5 separate regions of the Mus musculus genome follow, and regions 1, 2, 4 and 5 are each linked to region 3. The links are chromatin contacts, called in public HiChIP or PLAC-seq and promoter capture Hi-C maps. All regions are on one chromosome and are shown on one strand. The core of a region is the stretch at or near the end of the contact, and the rest is flanking DNA. Distances in the headings are between cores, read along the strand shown. Region 1 has its middle 21 kb from the start of Ppp1r21. Region 2 holds the start of Foxn2 (forkhead box N2). Region 3 holds the start of Msh2 (mutS homolog 2). Region 4 overlaps Gm31615 (a long non-coding RNA gene). Region 5 holds the start of Ppp1r21 (protein phosphatase 1, regulatory subunit 21).

Evidence for each region. Promoter capture Hi-C pulls out the DNA fragments that hold promoters and counts their contacts. HiChIP or PLAC-seq counts read pairs in DNA pulled down with a chosen protein or histone mark.
Region 1: a contact with region 3 is called in an H3K27ac HiChIP or PLAC-seq map of embryonic stem cells, with 2.8 times the contacts expected there. The contact joins the enhancer-like site here to the promoter of Msh2 in region 3. A contact is called at or near these places in 6 of 39 promoter capture datasets (the C10 cell line, the HPC-7 cell line, HPC-7-derived erythroid cells and 3 more) and 4 of 115 datasets of contacts at active chromatin or transcription factors (embryonic stem cells and large pre-B cells).
Region 2: a promoter capture Hi-C map of pre-B cells shows a contact between it and region 3, with 4 times the contacts expected there. The contact joins the promoter of Foxn2 here to the promoter of Msh2 in region 3. A contact is called at or near these places in 7 of 39 promoter capture datasets (3T3-L1-derived adipocytes, the C10 cell line, the HPC-7 cell line and 3 more), 2 of 484 Hi-C or Micro-C datasets (both in embryonic stem cells) and 2 of 115 datasets of contacts at active chromatin or transcription factors (embryonic forebrain and pancreatic cancer cells).
Region 4: an H3K27ac HiChIP or PLAC-seq map of large pre-B cells shows a contact between it and region 3, with 2.7 times the contacts expected there. The contact joins the enhancer-like site here to the promoter of Msh2 in region 3. A contact is called at or near these places in 3 of 39 promoter capture datasets (the C10 cell line, hippocampal neurons and pre-B cells) and 1 of 115 datasets of contacts at active chromatin or transcription factors (large pre-B cells).
Region 5: a FOXA1 HiChIP or PLAC-seq map of pancreatic cancer cells shows a contact between it and region 3. The contact joins the promoter of Ppp1r21 here to the promoter of Msh2 in region 3. A contact is called at or near these places in 7 of 39 promoter capture datasets (the C10 cell line, the HPC-7 cell line, HPC-7-derived erythroid cells and 4 more) and 4 of 115 datasets of contacts at active chromatin or transcription factors (astrocytes, embryonic forebrain, large pre-B cells and 1 more).

Annotation. Positions count from the first base shown.
Region 1 is chr17:88,508,018-88,510,717 of GRCm38.p6, reverse strand. No RefSeq gene overlaps it. Among named protein-coding and RNA genes, the nearest start is that of Ppp1r21, 21 kb to the left of the region's middle. Within about 2 kb of position 1,442, at least 115 of the 459 cell types and tissues checked have an H3K27ac peak or open chromatin away from gene starts, as enhancers often do. A contact at or near this core is called in the HPC-7 cell line and embryonic stem cells, where this site is marked.
Region 2 is chr17:88,439,258-88,441,957 of GRCm38.p6, reverse strand. It overlaps Foxn2 (forkhead box N2), which reads right to left and starts at 1,254. Exons shown (of 6, transcript NM_180974.5): 1 at 1,074-1,254.
Region 3 is chr17:87,671,128-87,673,827 of GRCm38.p6, reverse strand. It overlaps Msh2 (mutS homolog 2), which reads right to left and starts at 1,296. Exons shown (of 16, transcript NM_008628.3): 1 at 1,022-1,296. The coding sequence starts at 1,232.
Region 4 is chr17:88,255,008-88,257,707 of GRCm38.p6, reverse strand. All of the region lies in intron 3 of Gm31615 (a long non-coding RNA gene), which reads left to right. Among named protein-coding and RNA genes, the nearest start is that of 1700116H05Rik, 51 kb to the left of the region's middle. Within about 2 kb of position 1,442, at least 289 of the 459 cell types and tissues checked have an H3K27ac peak or open chromatin away from gene starts, as enhancers often do. A contact at or near this core is called in hippocampal neurons, where this site is marked.
Region 5 is chr17:88,528,680-88,531,379 of GRCm38.p6, reverse strand. Ppp1r21 (protein phosphatase 1, regulatory subunit 21) reads right to left here and starts at 1,256. Exons shown (of 22, transcript NM_028658.4): 1 at 1,062-1,256. The coding sequence starts at 1,118.

The DNA of each region.
Region 1 (2,700 bases), core at 193-2,692, 840 kb before region 3:
GCTTTGCGGACTCCCAGCAATTCTGTCTAAGCTTTAACTACAGTCATACATCCCCACACTTCTGACTCTCACTAAACTCTAAGGGACATAACGACTTGTTTGCTTTTTTGATACACACTCATTTGCCCAGCTAGCCTGGATCTCTAAGAAAATCTAAGGGTGACTTATAACTCCGGCCTCCCTGAGTGCTGGGATCATTATGCCAGGCAAGCACTGAACCCCCATAAAGCCATTTGAAAATTAAAAATATCCTCCACGTCTGTCATTTTCTCCCCTGAGACTGTGCAAACAGACCCCAAGGATCGCAGCGCTGGGATGTAAGAAAGTATTTGAGAACAAGAAACCTTCTGAAAGCCCCTCATCACTGAGGCACTGCCTCTGTGTACAAAACAGGCCTGGGGAGCAAGGGAGAGGAAGGCTTCGCAAAGACAGGAATGACAGCTGATGAGAGAGATTGGGAGGAGCACGACAAAGGATACTTTTTTTTTTTTCCCCTTTCTGGTGCTTTCTGTAGTCACGCCTTCAATCCCAGCACTGGGGAGGCAGAGACAGGTGGCTCTCTGTGAGTTCCAAGACAGCCTTGTTTACTTAGGGGGTGGGTTCTAGGTTAGCCCTATCCAGAAAGAGAGGAGAGAGAGGGAGGGAAGGAGAGAGAGAGAGAGAGAGAGAGAGAGAGAGAGAGAGAGAGAGAGAGAGAGAGAATATACCTGTCATGTTCAAAGCTGAGACTACAGAAGACCACCATCTTTTGTCCCACATTCTCCAAATCTCCTGATCCCTGCCCACTCCGGGCCATCCAAACGGTGCTATCACGAGGACTGTGATAATTAAATTCTGGCTGTCGGGCTGACGAGATGGCTCAGTGGGTAAGAGTACCCGACTGCTCTTCCAAAAGGTCTGGAGTTCAAATCCCAGCAACCACATGGTGGCTCACAACCATCCATAACGAAATCTGACGCCCTCTTCTGGGGTGTCTGAAGACAGCTACAGTGTACTTACATATAATAAATAAATAAATCTTTAAAAAATATATAATATAAAAAAAATTCTGGCTGTCATGTGCACTGGGCACTGAGGTAGGTACTGAAGAATTCATATACAGCCACAGTCGGGGCTGGGTAGTGAGTGAGACGCTCCCGTGGTGGAGAGAAGTGTAGAGCTTGGCAAGATTACAAAGGAGATGGGAACTGATCTGGTCCCCCAGTCAGTGGGTACATGAGTGGCTTACCGAGGGACACTGGGTTGAGCTATGGGACACAGCTGTACAGAGGACAGTCAAATACTTGACCTCCTGGAGGGGCATTCTAGTGATGCATGCTACACTAAGTCAGAATTTTGTTGGCAGTAGAAAGGGGAAGAGGTCAGGGGAGTTGGAGAGGGAGAAGTGACTCTTGAATGGTGACTCACAGATGAGAGGTGTAGGCGCCTGGGGGCGGGGCCCTGGGCATTGGGAGCAGAGGGTGTGCAGCACATTTGGGGAACAGCAAAGGGAGGGACTGGCGTGGCACAGGCAAGGAAGAGAGAGAAGCAGAAGGCATGGGCAGGCTTTCTGAACTGTTCCAAAGGGGGTAACTGTGGGAGTGGCCAGCTACTGGGAAACGCGGCTCTAAAAGAGAAATCAAAGCACTAGCTTGCAGCTTTGCTGATTCCACCAGGCACCGGTGTATGTAAAGGTGTAAAGTCTGAGCAGAGATCTAGGAGCGATCAGCTCCCAGCTTCAGCCGCTCAGGACGGCTAATGCTGACAGTGTCTGACTCCTGATACAGGGTCACACTTGCTGCAGTGCTGAGGGCAGAGCCTGCGGGGACTAAAGGAGACAGTAGGGTAGAAGCCCGGCTCCAGGGAAGTCTGGTAGTGGGGGAATAAGACAGTCTCAGAGGTGAGCGGTAGAGGAGGCCCCGAGGAGCTAGCAGGTTCTGGGCATGACTGAATACACCTGGATTTCTTGGCAGACTGATGGTGGAGTACAGAGGAGAACGATTCAGGGAGGCGCCAAGGTTAAAGGAAAGTTTTGGGGAGAGTACGAAGCTCTAGGAAGAAGAGAACACTGTGGAAAGTGGTGCTTGTAAGCTTGTAACCTATTGTGGAACAGGAAACAAAGAGATGCAGGTACCAAGGCAGCATTGGACAAACCAACAGACAGAACTAGACACAGGGCTCTGCGATAGGTGTGCTGCAGAGAGCGCTCAGGACTTGGGCCTGGGTCACAGAGATTCGTTAGTATAGGACTCTGAGCGAGAGCGCATGTACGCACTCGCATGAGAGAGAGAGAGAGAGAGAGAGAGAGAGAGAGAGAGAGATGTCTTTGAGGGCATGCCTGTTTCTGGAAGTATAAACTTTGTGGTGACTTCATTTATTACATGCTAGCTAGACGCCAAAAAAAAAGTTGCTGTTTTTATAGAGATCCCACAACATCCCTGTGAAAATTTTTGATAATATTTTTACACCTTATTTGCTTGCAAAATAAATTTTACAAATTCCCTTTCATTTTTAGCTTTTATGAGATTACAGTTCCGGTTATTTAGACTGAGCTATATACAATAAATGAGCTTTAAAAATGGAAATATAAACATCTATCTGCAGTTAAGTATTTGTGATGGATGACAATGTTCCTAGAACGACAGATGTAAGTCAAACGGTTTGGTTAACAGAAAAAATGATCGTTTGAGCATGATAAAGGAGATTTGGGCTGAGAGCAAC
Region 2 (2,700 bases), core at 5-2,504, 770 kb before region 3:
CTCACAGCGGAGTTGCAAGTAGGGGAAAAAAAAAAAAAGTCTGTCATTTCTCTGCACTTATGACTCCTCCCACCGCCACCCAAAAGGTGGAAAAAGGAAAGCTTTAAAGCAGAAACCAAGTGCAAGAAGATCTCGAGAGCGCGGCTTCCCAATGAAATTGCTACCCCCAACTCGCGTGAGGTGCGGCGGTGGGAACCCAGGCATTTTGCCGGAGGGCAGCCGGGGGCGGAGTTTGCAGTGCAAGACCGAGCACCGAGCACGTGGACTCCCTGCCCCTAACCTCCCCGGCTCGGCTTCGGGCTGCCGGGCACTGCACGCCGGCCGGCACCCAAGCTCAAGGCCGCGGACCACCGCGCACCCTCCCGGCCCGAGCGCCGGGCCGGAGGGCAGAAGTAACCTCGGCCCCGAAGGAGATGGCGAACAGGAAGTGCACATGTTGCAACGCCGAAACAGTCCAAGTCCCACCCCCACCCCACCCCACCCCACCCCCGGCCCGGGCCAGCCAGGCTTGGGGGCGCCTCCGGCCGCGAGAACCGGGCTGGGGTCGCCACCCCACATCGGGGCCCCGCGCCCGAAGTTTACGCGAGTCCTCCTGGGCACTACTTCTCCGGGCCCAGCCATCCCGCCCGGGCCGGGCCGGGCCCCGGACTGGGACTCCACGCCGCGCGCGTCCCGCTCGGATGGGAGCCGGAGCGGCGACGTGGCTGGCGCGGGCTCCCCGGGACTCTTAGAGCAGCAACTCCCGGGGTCGCAGGTTTCCGCCTGGGCGTCCTCTGCCCTCTGTGGCTCCGACTGCGCGACGCCCCCTCCGGTACGGTCATTACCTCGGGAGAAAACTCCTAACTCCTCACTCCCGGGGACCCGTGCTCGCCTCGGTTCCACACCCCCGGGGCAGCCCACGCTCTGCCGGAGCCGCGCGCCGGGTACACCCCCGCGCAGGGGCGCCAATTCTTCCCGGGACACAAAAATGTCCCGGCGCGTCACGGGACAGCCGCCTCCGCGCCCCCACGCCCAGCGCCGGCCGCACACGCTGCCTCCGCGCCGCGCCGCGCCGCGCGACCCCGGGGACTCACCGTCACTCAGCCGCCGCGAACCAGAGGCGAGGGCCGGGCCGGGCCAGACACAATATGGCAGAGCACCGCAGCTGCTCCCGTGGCTCCCAGCAGCCGCCTCCGGGACACCCAGGCGCGAGCAGGCAGTGGCAGCTGCGGTGGCGGCCGCCGCAGCACCACATCCCCCCCCCCCCCACCCCTCCCGCCTGCTCGCTTCCTCCCCTCCTCCCCGCCCCGCTGCCATGACAACGCGGCGCCAAGGCGCTTGGCCCCGCCCCTCCTTCCGTCCCGCCTCCCGCAGCCCGCCCTTGCCTCGTCCCGCCTCCTACCAGGGCGGCGGCCGCCCCTCCGAGCTGTCGTCCTGCAGGCGGGTGGGGGGGAAGGTGGCGTCCGGAAGGGTGGAGCGGGCTCGGAAGGCAAAGCGAGGGGACGCTGAGGTTTACGGAGCTGGGCGTGCAGGCGGGAAAATGAAAAGCCCTCGCCTGTCGCCCGGAAGGACCTATGGGAGGGCGACCGAGGCGCGGCGCGGCTGCTGAGTGGACGAGCTGGCGCGGGACGCGCGAGTGTCCGCCCGCGACGCGTGTGCTGGGGCTGCCGCGACGGCCCGAACAGCCCCTTGGCTTTGAAAGTGTGGGGACCGGGAAGCTTTCTTGAGAACAACGCTACCTTCTTCTGACTGAAGTGCCGTGGAAACTCTATGCAGAGCAGATTTTAGAGGGGAAATGGGGCTTTGGAATCAGATCCAAATTTTACTAAAGATTTTCTGAGACTCTGTCTCCCAAATTAAAAACCAGTAATAAAAGGCAACACAGCAACAACAAAAATGTACAGAGCTCTCACTAATTGCTGTGTACAGTAATAAGGACTTAATATGCATTGTACACGTATTGCCTACACTGTATTGCGGGTACAGTGCTGCTAGATAAAACGGGAGTGGCCAGTTAATTCTGAATTGCAGACAAATGTAGAATAATTTTTAATGTTAAGGACATTCCCTTCGGGGTATACTTTCTGGTTGCTTCATGTTTTAGTGAATCTGCCAACTCTACAATTTCAGGAATTCCCTTTACATAGAAGGAAACTGAAGCCTAGAAGTAGCCTATCAAACTGCCCTTGGCAGTGAAGGTTTATGTATCAGTACTGGGTAGGGTGAGGCTGGAGGAGTGCCAAGATTTAGAGGTCACCCTGGCCTTCATAAGAAGTTTCTGTCTCAGCTGCGCGGTGGTGGCGCGCGCCTTTCATCCCAGCACTCGGGAGGCAGAGGCAGGCGGATTTCTGAGTTCGAGGCCAGCCTGGTCTACAGAGTGAGTTCCAGGACAGCCAGGGCTACACAGAGAAACCCTGCCTCAGAAAAAAAAAAAAAAAAAAAAAAAAAAAGAAGTCTGTCTCAAAAGGAAAGCAGGGTATAGTGCCTCATTCCTGTAATCCTGGAACTTGGAAGGAGGACATAGGAGACTCAAATGTTTAAGGCCATCTACATAGGGAGAGAGAGAGAGAGAGGACTATTCCATTGAATTTCTAAAAGAAAACTATAGTTTGAGTTTACTGTTATCATTATGAACCTGGAAATTAAACCTTTCAATTTCTATACCCAGTTCTTTAAAAACCATGCTACTGATACCTGTTTCACACAGATATAAATGGATTA
Region 3 (2,700 bases), core at 47-2,546:
GGTTGTGAAGGCAGCAGACTATTACCTAGCACAGACCAGGCAGAAATACGATGTCTGTAACATCCATTTGCATATAACAGCATAAAGAATTAGAACTCATGCTGGGCGGTGGTAGCGCACGTCTTTAATCCCAGCACTTGGAAGGCAGGTGGATTTCTGAGTTCGAGGCCAGCCTGGTCTACAGAGTGAGTTCTAGGATAGCCAGAGCTATAACAGAGAAGCCCTGTCTCGAAAAACCAAAAAAAAAAAAAAAATTAGAACTCACAACTCCAAAGTATGATATAATGGACATTCAATGTAATTGAAAGAAAAAGCAACGGGGGTGGGTGGGGGAGAGGTTATTATGGTGATCAAATTAATCTTCCTAGGCCACAAATGAGTTCTGAAGCCTTTTAGGGAGAGATGATGCTGAGTGGTGAGAGCCAAGGTGGCAGAAAAAAAAAAGAAAGAAAGAAAGAAAGAAAGAAAGCTAGCTAGCTAGCTAGCTAAGCACAGCTTTCCAACTAGCTCAACCGCACTCAGCAAACAGTAGGGGATCCACAACTGAAATCCGGGCAGTTCAGCTCCAGGGCATATCCTAGGTCCTGACCACTTGGCGATACTGCCCTTCAGCAATGGTCCATCCCAGGTTCTCAAGCGAGACGGTTTAAAAAAAACAAAACAAAACACAGCCTATTGGCAAATGAGGGTGTCTTAAAGGAAGCTCTCAAAACGCCCTCCACTCCTCGCTCCTAGGCTGCGGGCTGTTATTGATTTGGAGGTACCCACGGTGACACAAGACTCTAATCCTATCAACTTGGGAGGCTGGAACTCGAGGCGTCCGAGGACAGCCTGGACTCGGCGGTGTGCAGCCGCCCAGCGCACTGTGCGGAAGCGAACCAAAACAAGATGCTAAACGCGTGGCCCGGGGAGGCAGCTCTCGGGCGGGGCGCTCCGCCGCAGCCCCACCGCTGCATGCGCCCAGGTTTCCGGCAACGCGGCCCCGAGCCGGCCCGGGCCCCGCCGCCGCGGCTGCCCTCACCTGCCGGCCCCATGTACTTGATCACGCCCTGGGTCTTGAACACCTCGCGGGCCGCCAGCAGCGCGTCCTCTCCGTGCGCCGTGTAAAAGTCGCCGCGGTCGAAGAGGCGCACCGTGGTGCTCGGCTTCTCCGGCATGCCCTCAAAGAAGCGCACGAAGCCCGCCTCGGCCGCGCCTTCCAACTGCAGCGTCTCCTTAGGCTGCACCGCCATTTCCGAGCCGCTCCACACCAACACCACTAGAGCACAGAGCGACCCTGCGCTGGCCGCGTCGTTTCCCGCCTCCCCAACCTCGCCCCCTAAACCTCGTCCGGCCTCTGTGGGCTCGCCCAATCACCATGCAGCGCTGCGCCCCGGTGGGTGGGAGTCTACCGCAGTAGCCAATCATAAGCGAGCAAGGTCCCAGCTTCCCGCGAACTCTAGGACTCTAGCTACTGCGCATGCGTCCGACTTCTGCAGCCTTGCAGGCCTTCCAGAGGCTGCGCTTTCAAGTCCGCCTGGTGGGTGGGTAGGTGTGCTAGGCGGGGTCAGCTAGGAATTTGTTTTATCAAGTGACCGGAAACGTAAGAGTGAAATCACAAAGAACTTGTAAACAAAGAACTATCTTTTTTCCCCCACCCAGCCTTGAGTGTGCGTTATACACTTGCAGTGCAAACTGCCATAGGTAAAATTTCAGGTATATTCTGCACAACCTCTTGCTGACCCAGTTTTGCATTTCGCCCATCGGTTGACGAATTCATCCAATAGACACTTGGCAAGCCGAGCGTGGTGGCGCATGCCCTTAATCCAAGCACTCGGGGGGGCCTCTGAGGCCAGCCAGGTCTACCAATCGAGTTCCAGGGAAGTCAGGACTACACAGAGAAACCTTGTCTGGTAAATAAATAAATAAAGGACAGATGGGGGCTCAGCACCTTGTCTGGTAAATAAATAAATAAATAAATAAACAAATAAAGGACAGATTGGGGGCTCAGCAGTTTCCTAACTTCCTAATGTTTTCATAGTCGCCTACCTTGAGTTCAGTCCCCATCACTAGTGTAGCTCATCATAACTGGTAACTCCAGATCCTCGGTGTGGGTGGAGGAGGTCAGGTGCAGACACTTATTAATTTAAAGAAAAAATATATATATTAAATGTGGAAACGAGTAGGGTGACACACACTTGAAACCCCAGCTCTCAGGAGGTCAGAAGGGCCAAAAGTTAAAAGTGGGTCTGGCAAGAAACACAGTACAGTATTATCCTTGGCTACGCAGCTGGAGGTCAATTTGGGCTACCAGAGACTGCATCCTAAATAAATAAATAAATAAATAAATAACCTGCTTTGGAGTTCTAAATAAATAAACATCCTGCTTTGGATTTCTGTGTAGCAAGACCCTGTCTCAATAAAGAAAAGGGTGGAGGCGGGGGAGGTAGAGAGGTTGCATCTGGTTTTTCTTCCGTGCTAGTGAATGGATGCAGACTGCACACTGTTTTAGAAGTAGATAAACAAACACACAGAAAGATGGAGACTAAGAGGTGTAAACCGACAGGAAAAACTGCAGGGTTATAAACATTCTTAAGGGCTAATTAACTGATTAAGATGTGATTGTAGGGAGCTGAAATATTGCAAGCCCTGAGCCAAATTATCTTGAGCTAATTGTAGTCCCCTAAAGAGCTACTATTGCCCACCTCTGTGTTTACCTTA
Region 4 (2,700 bases), core at 193-2,692, 580 kb before region 3:
TCTACCGTAGAGACCTCCCACCCACTCATTGCAAACTAAGGGTCTTTCTTTTTGTTAGGTTAGTTTGTTTGTTTTTTGTTGTTGTTGTTTTTGTTGTTGTTTTTGGAACACTTACCAGCGCAACACTGGGTATAGGAAGGGTGTAAGGAGGCCCAGTTACCCTGCCAGGACTAGGGAACACTAAGGAGAACTCTGGTACCTGAGCTCAGGCTGCAGAGAAGTGGATGCTGCCCTGCTCTGGTTATGACACAGCTGACCCGCACACAGACTGGCTGGGAACACTGGAGAGATCTGATTGGAACCAACCACCCTGCTAGGGGAAACCTACTGGGATTGCCTACAGCAAGAACACTGCCCTTCCTCCTGCTGCCTGGAGTCTCCCTCTAGTGCCCAGATTGGCAGTTTTTCAGTTAACAGCTTAATAATTAGCTCACCAAACACTCGTGCAATCACACACTAATATGATCTGTCCTGTTCGCTGGGATACCTCAGTGCTTAGTTTCCTGGTATAAAACACAAACGGAAAACATTTGTTGATGAAGGTGGAGCTTACACTAGCTGTTTTCCAGTCTGCATTCAAAGGCAAGAAGAGTCCAAAATAACCTCGGTTGTCCTGCCAAAATTTAAGCTCATTCCTGGCTCTATTTATATTTCTCCCAGTTGGCTCTTGGCGGGGCTGTAGGAGGCAGCATAGATAGCCTAGGGCTTCGGAGAAAAATGCAGGTCCAGTGTAAAATCCCAGCCCCTCTAAGAGTTGAGATTCTCGGGCAAATTACTCAGTACCAAAGGCTTGCTTCCCTCATCTGCAAAATGCAGGTGATGATGCTGTGGGGCTTAAATAAGGCAGTCCTGCGGGGGCATGTGTTCCTCAAGGGCTCCCGCCCCACACCCCAGAGGGGTGGGCCCGTGAGTAGCTTGCCCGGATTTCCTGATCGCTGACCATGGTCCAAGCGGGAGGGCCATGGATTCGCCCATGGCTTCTAGGCAGGCCAAAGATTGTAGCACCTCAGTAGGCTAGGCATGGCACCAGGCAGACAGCTAGAGCCCAAGCTCGGCAGCCCAGGACGGCCCTAAGAATTGCGAGGGAGTTTCCTAACAACCCTATTTCAAATTTCCTAATAGTGGAGTTTCAAAGCCAGCTACCTCCTGCCCAGCACAAACGAGGGTGTGGTTGTGTTCACATTCACACTGAAACAAAAGAAAACTAGCAGAGCACCCCCACCCCCCACCCCTACCCCCTGGGCCTCGCTCAGCTCCGGACATTTTCCCAGGCACCCGGTGCAGCCGAGCTACGGGCACGCCCTACGGCCGCTGCACTTTCCAGAGCCAGGGTGCAGCCTCCCCCAAGGTCGGATCCCAAGGGGCTCCAAGGACCCGGCCCCCGGGTGAGCTGGCCGGTTTGCCTTGCCGAGCTAAGTCCGACCCGCAGTTGCAGCCAGATACTGGCCCAAGGCCTGTGGCTGGGCTCAAAATCGTCCTCTCCCGGGCTGGAATCCTGGGAATGTCGCTGCGGGGAAGCATCTGGCTGGCCTCCGGGCGGCAGGAGGGGGTCAAACCTTTTTCGGGTGATTTTGCACAAAATTCTCCCTACACCAAGGGCTGCGGTCCTGGGAAGTGGAAGCCCAAGGAATGACAAGAGAGCTGCTCGCTCCTTCTCCAGGTCGCCTTCGTCATGTCTAACTCCCGATACGCTGCCGGCGAAGCAGACAAAATGCCTTTTCCCCGTTCCGAAGACCCCTTCTTTGTGTCTATGGAAGTTCCTTCCTCGGTTGCGAACCATCTATGCCACCCGAGCGGGTCTTTCCAGCTGGATTGTCGCCACCTCGTGGCTACCTTGGTCCTTCGTCCCCCTAAGCCCTTTGCTCTCTTTGGTCTCAAGCCTATTTTTCTTTTCTTTCTACAACCAGCTATGGACTGAAACTTTATAATCCTGTTCTCTGGGCTTAGGATGTGAGCTGGGATACCTCTGTCCCCTTCTTTCTGTTACACCGCTCGCCTTCTTAAAGAGAAACGAAGCAGGTGCTAGTTGGAGGGCAGGAGTCACCGGGTTGGCAAGCCTGTGGGGGCTCGGTGTGAGGCGCCAGTCCTCTCTCTACCAATTTCCCATGAGACAAACTGATGATTAAGAAGACAAACGCACTCTGTCTTGTTCCTACTGGTTAGTGATGCTATTACACTCGATGAGTATTATTAAAGGACCCCTGTCATTAGAGACTCCCTGTTATTATTGTTATTATTATTTAGCATTTATAATGTATTCCTTATTTTCAAAACACACTATTATCTCCCTGGACTTTCCAAACACAACTGAGCGGCAGGCAGGTGACAACTTCATAAAATAGGGAAACTGAGGCACTGTAATTAGTACAGAGTTATTGGATTAATGAGTCAACAGTAGTCATTTCTCCCCAGAAGATTACTGCCTTACTCTGAACTCATGGATTCCAGTAAATGGTGATCCTGGTTTGGGAAGCTAGTTTCTCACACTCACTTTTATGACCCACTTGTAATCACGTTAGAAACCCAGTCAGGGAAGTCTTCGCACTTATGAGTCATTACTTCAAACTCATTACTGGGCACCTGGGCCACCTTAATTGTATTTTATTTTACAAGTCGAATTATTGTGATTATTGTTACTTAGTATAATAAGTATTTATTGTATTCTGCTAAAATGTATATAATGAATCTCTGTTTTTAAAA
Region 5 (2,700 bases), core at 7-2,506, 860 kb before region 3:
CACTATCTCAGGCGCTGAGCCACAGAAGTCTACGAGGATTTCAGACGGAACTACAAAGGGAGTGGACAAGGTGAGTGATAAGCTGAATGCCATCAAGGCTCCCATCTGATGCTGAGGACTTAAGGGTGCACGCTTAGGTGCCAGTATCATTTCTTTATATTTCACTTTACCTTCCCAAATACAAGCTTAATAAAATCATAAAGGGGGATGTCGTACACTTGGGTTTTTTTTTTTTTCAAATTAGAAAAAGGGCGAAATCTTTTCATTGCTTCTGTGAATGCCAAGATAATTGGAAATTAAACACGACTACCGAATCCTTTTCAAAGGCGTGAGATTCTGCTTTAATAACTTCATTAGAATATTCTTCAGGCAGAAAACCCTACCCAGAAACTGCACCACCCTTGTCCAAGAAAAAGGTTTCACCATTTGAAAGACTGACACTTCAGAAGGCCGGGTCCCTGTTTTGCATAATTCTGTATTTAAGGAGAACCTGCGGTGTGCACTGCCCCATTCCACGGAAGGAAGGTGCAAGAGAAAAAGACATCAGCCCCACCACCCAAGCTGTCAAAATCAGTGGCGACAACATCTGTATTCCAAAGCACCCATCCCAATGAGGCCGTTTACGCTCCCAAACTGATGTGGTGGCAAATAAGTCGTTTTAACTTTAAAAGCATCTCCTCGCGAAAAGGAGATGGTGATTTCCCCATCATCGGGCGAACTGAGAAAGCAGAGAGCATAGGGTGGTCCCTCATTCCTCCCTTCCCCTCAGGCTAGCACCAAGAGCTGTGCCTTGGATTTCTGTCATTCCATTTCTAAGCCTGCTGGTCCAGCGAGAAGGAAGACTCAAACTCCAGCTCCTTTCTGCAGAGACGCACACGGACCCAGACACCGCCCGGCCCTATCTCCATGGAGCTGCAGGTGGAGGCATCGTAATGGTGGAAGCAGGAGGTGGAGAGGAGAGGAGGAGCCCTCTGCATCCCCCCCACCATCCCAAATCGCTGCCACGGCCAGCTGAGGCCTCCGGGCCAGAAACCCCTGTCTCCCCCACCCACGATGGGTACCTTCGAGTACTCCTGAGCCAGCTTCTGGTACTTCCCCTGCAACTCTGCGGAGGCCATGGCCTCCCCCGCCCCGTCCAGGCCTGGCCGCCCGGGCTGCCGAGCCCCGCCCCCCGCCCCCAACCCCACACTTGCTCCTCCCGGGCAGGGCTCAGCCAGCTTCTGCAGCACCGCCGCCGCCGCCGCGCCTCCTCCTCCTCCACTTCCGGGTTTCCAGGCGGGAGGGAGGAGGAGCGGGACCAGAGGCGGGGCGACCACCGGGGGCGGGGCGACGTCTTGACATCACCGCCCCGCCCTCTGGTGCTCCGGTTCGCGCATGTGCGGCCCGACGGACCCGCCTGTGCGGTGCTTTTGCCCCTCCTGAGACCCTAGACGCCATGTTGGAAGAGGCGGGAAGATGGCGACCCGTTTCCGGGCGAGCCAGAATCAAGCGGGAGGAGAATGAGTGCCTACGGAATGGATGGAACACCGAAGGGAGAGACAGAGGATGCAAGGAGAAGCATTCTAAGAACATCAAGAATTCTGGCTACCCAGTCCCCTAGTCGCCATAGCAACCGCCTAGCGTCAGTCGCTTGCTTCTTGGAAGCTTGTTTTCCGCCTTCTCATTCATTATCTGGATACCCAGACTTGTGCTACACTGTAAACCGTCCAACCTAGCACATATTTATACCGTTTGCCCTTCTCCCCTTCTCAGATCAGAAAACCTTCATTGTCTTCTGTGTTTTGTCATTGACCTTTCTCTACTCAAATGCCACATGCCCGCCCCTGACCCTTATTCATCTATCAGAACATTTTAAGCCGTAAAAGAACATACAGTTTCTGAAAATTTCTACCACGCATTGAGATGTAAAGACCATTAATGTTTTGTTTTGTTTTTAAAAAAAAAACGGCTAGACTAGATATCTTGAGATACCTTATGATGAAAAACTGCTCCTTTTCATTTAAAATATTTTTGACAGTTCTGTTGAGGATTAATGTAGGTATAGCATTGAAGTATTTCTTGTTAGAATAATATGAATGAAGAAAGATATGTGTTTCTTGAGACATAATATGACAGTTGAAACTAATGAACTACATTTGTACACAAACACATACATATGAACATTATGCTAAATAAGTCAATTGCACTGGGTGCAGCTGTATAAACCTTTAATCTCAGTACTTAGAAGGCAGACAGGCAAATGGATCTCTACTGGTTTACATATTAAGTTTCAGGCCAGCCAGTGAAACTCTGTCTTTAAAAAAAAAATAGTGAATTGTAATATACTATAAATAATCTTAAAAATTATGAAGTGGAAGTAGCCAGACATGTTTAGTCATACCAGCAGTCCTAGCATTTGGGAGGCTGAGGCATGAGGAAGTCAAGTTTGAGAGCAGTCTGGACTACACACACACAGTATGTACTGTGTGTGTGTGTGTGTGTGTGTGTGTATAATCTCCATAATATGTGAAGTAACATTATTCCGATTTTTATTTTATTTAATGTATATGAGTACACTGTAGCTGTACAGATGGTTGTGAGCCTTCTTGTGGTTGTTGCAAATTGAATTTTTAGGACCTCTGCTCACTCCAGCTGGCCTGGCTCACTCAGTCCCTGCTTGCTCAGGCCCAAAGATTTATTTATTATTATATGTAAGTACAC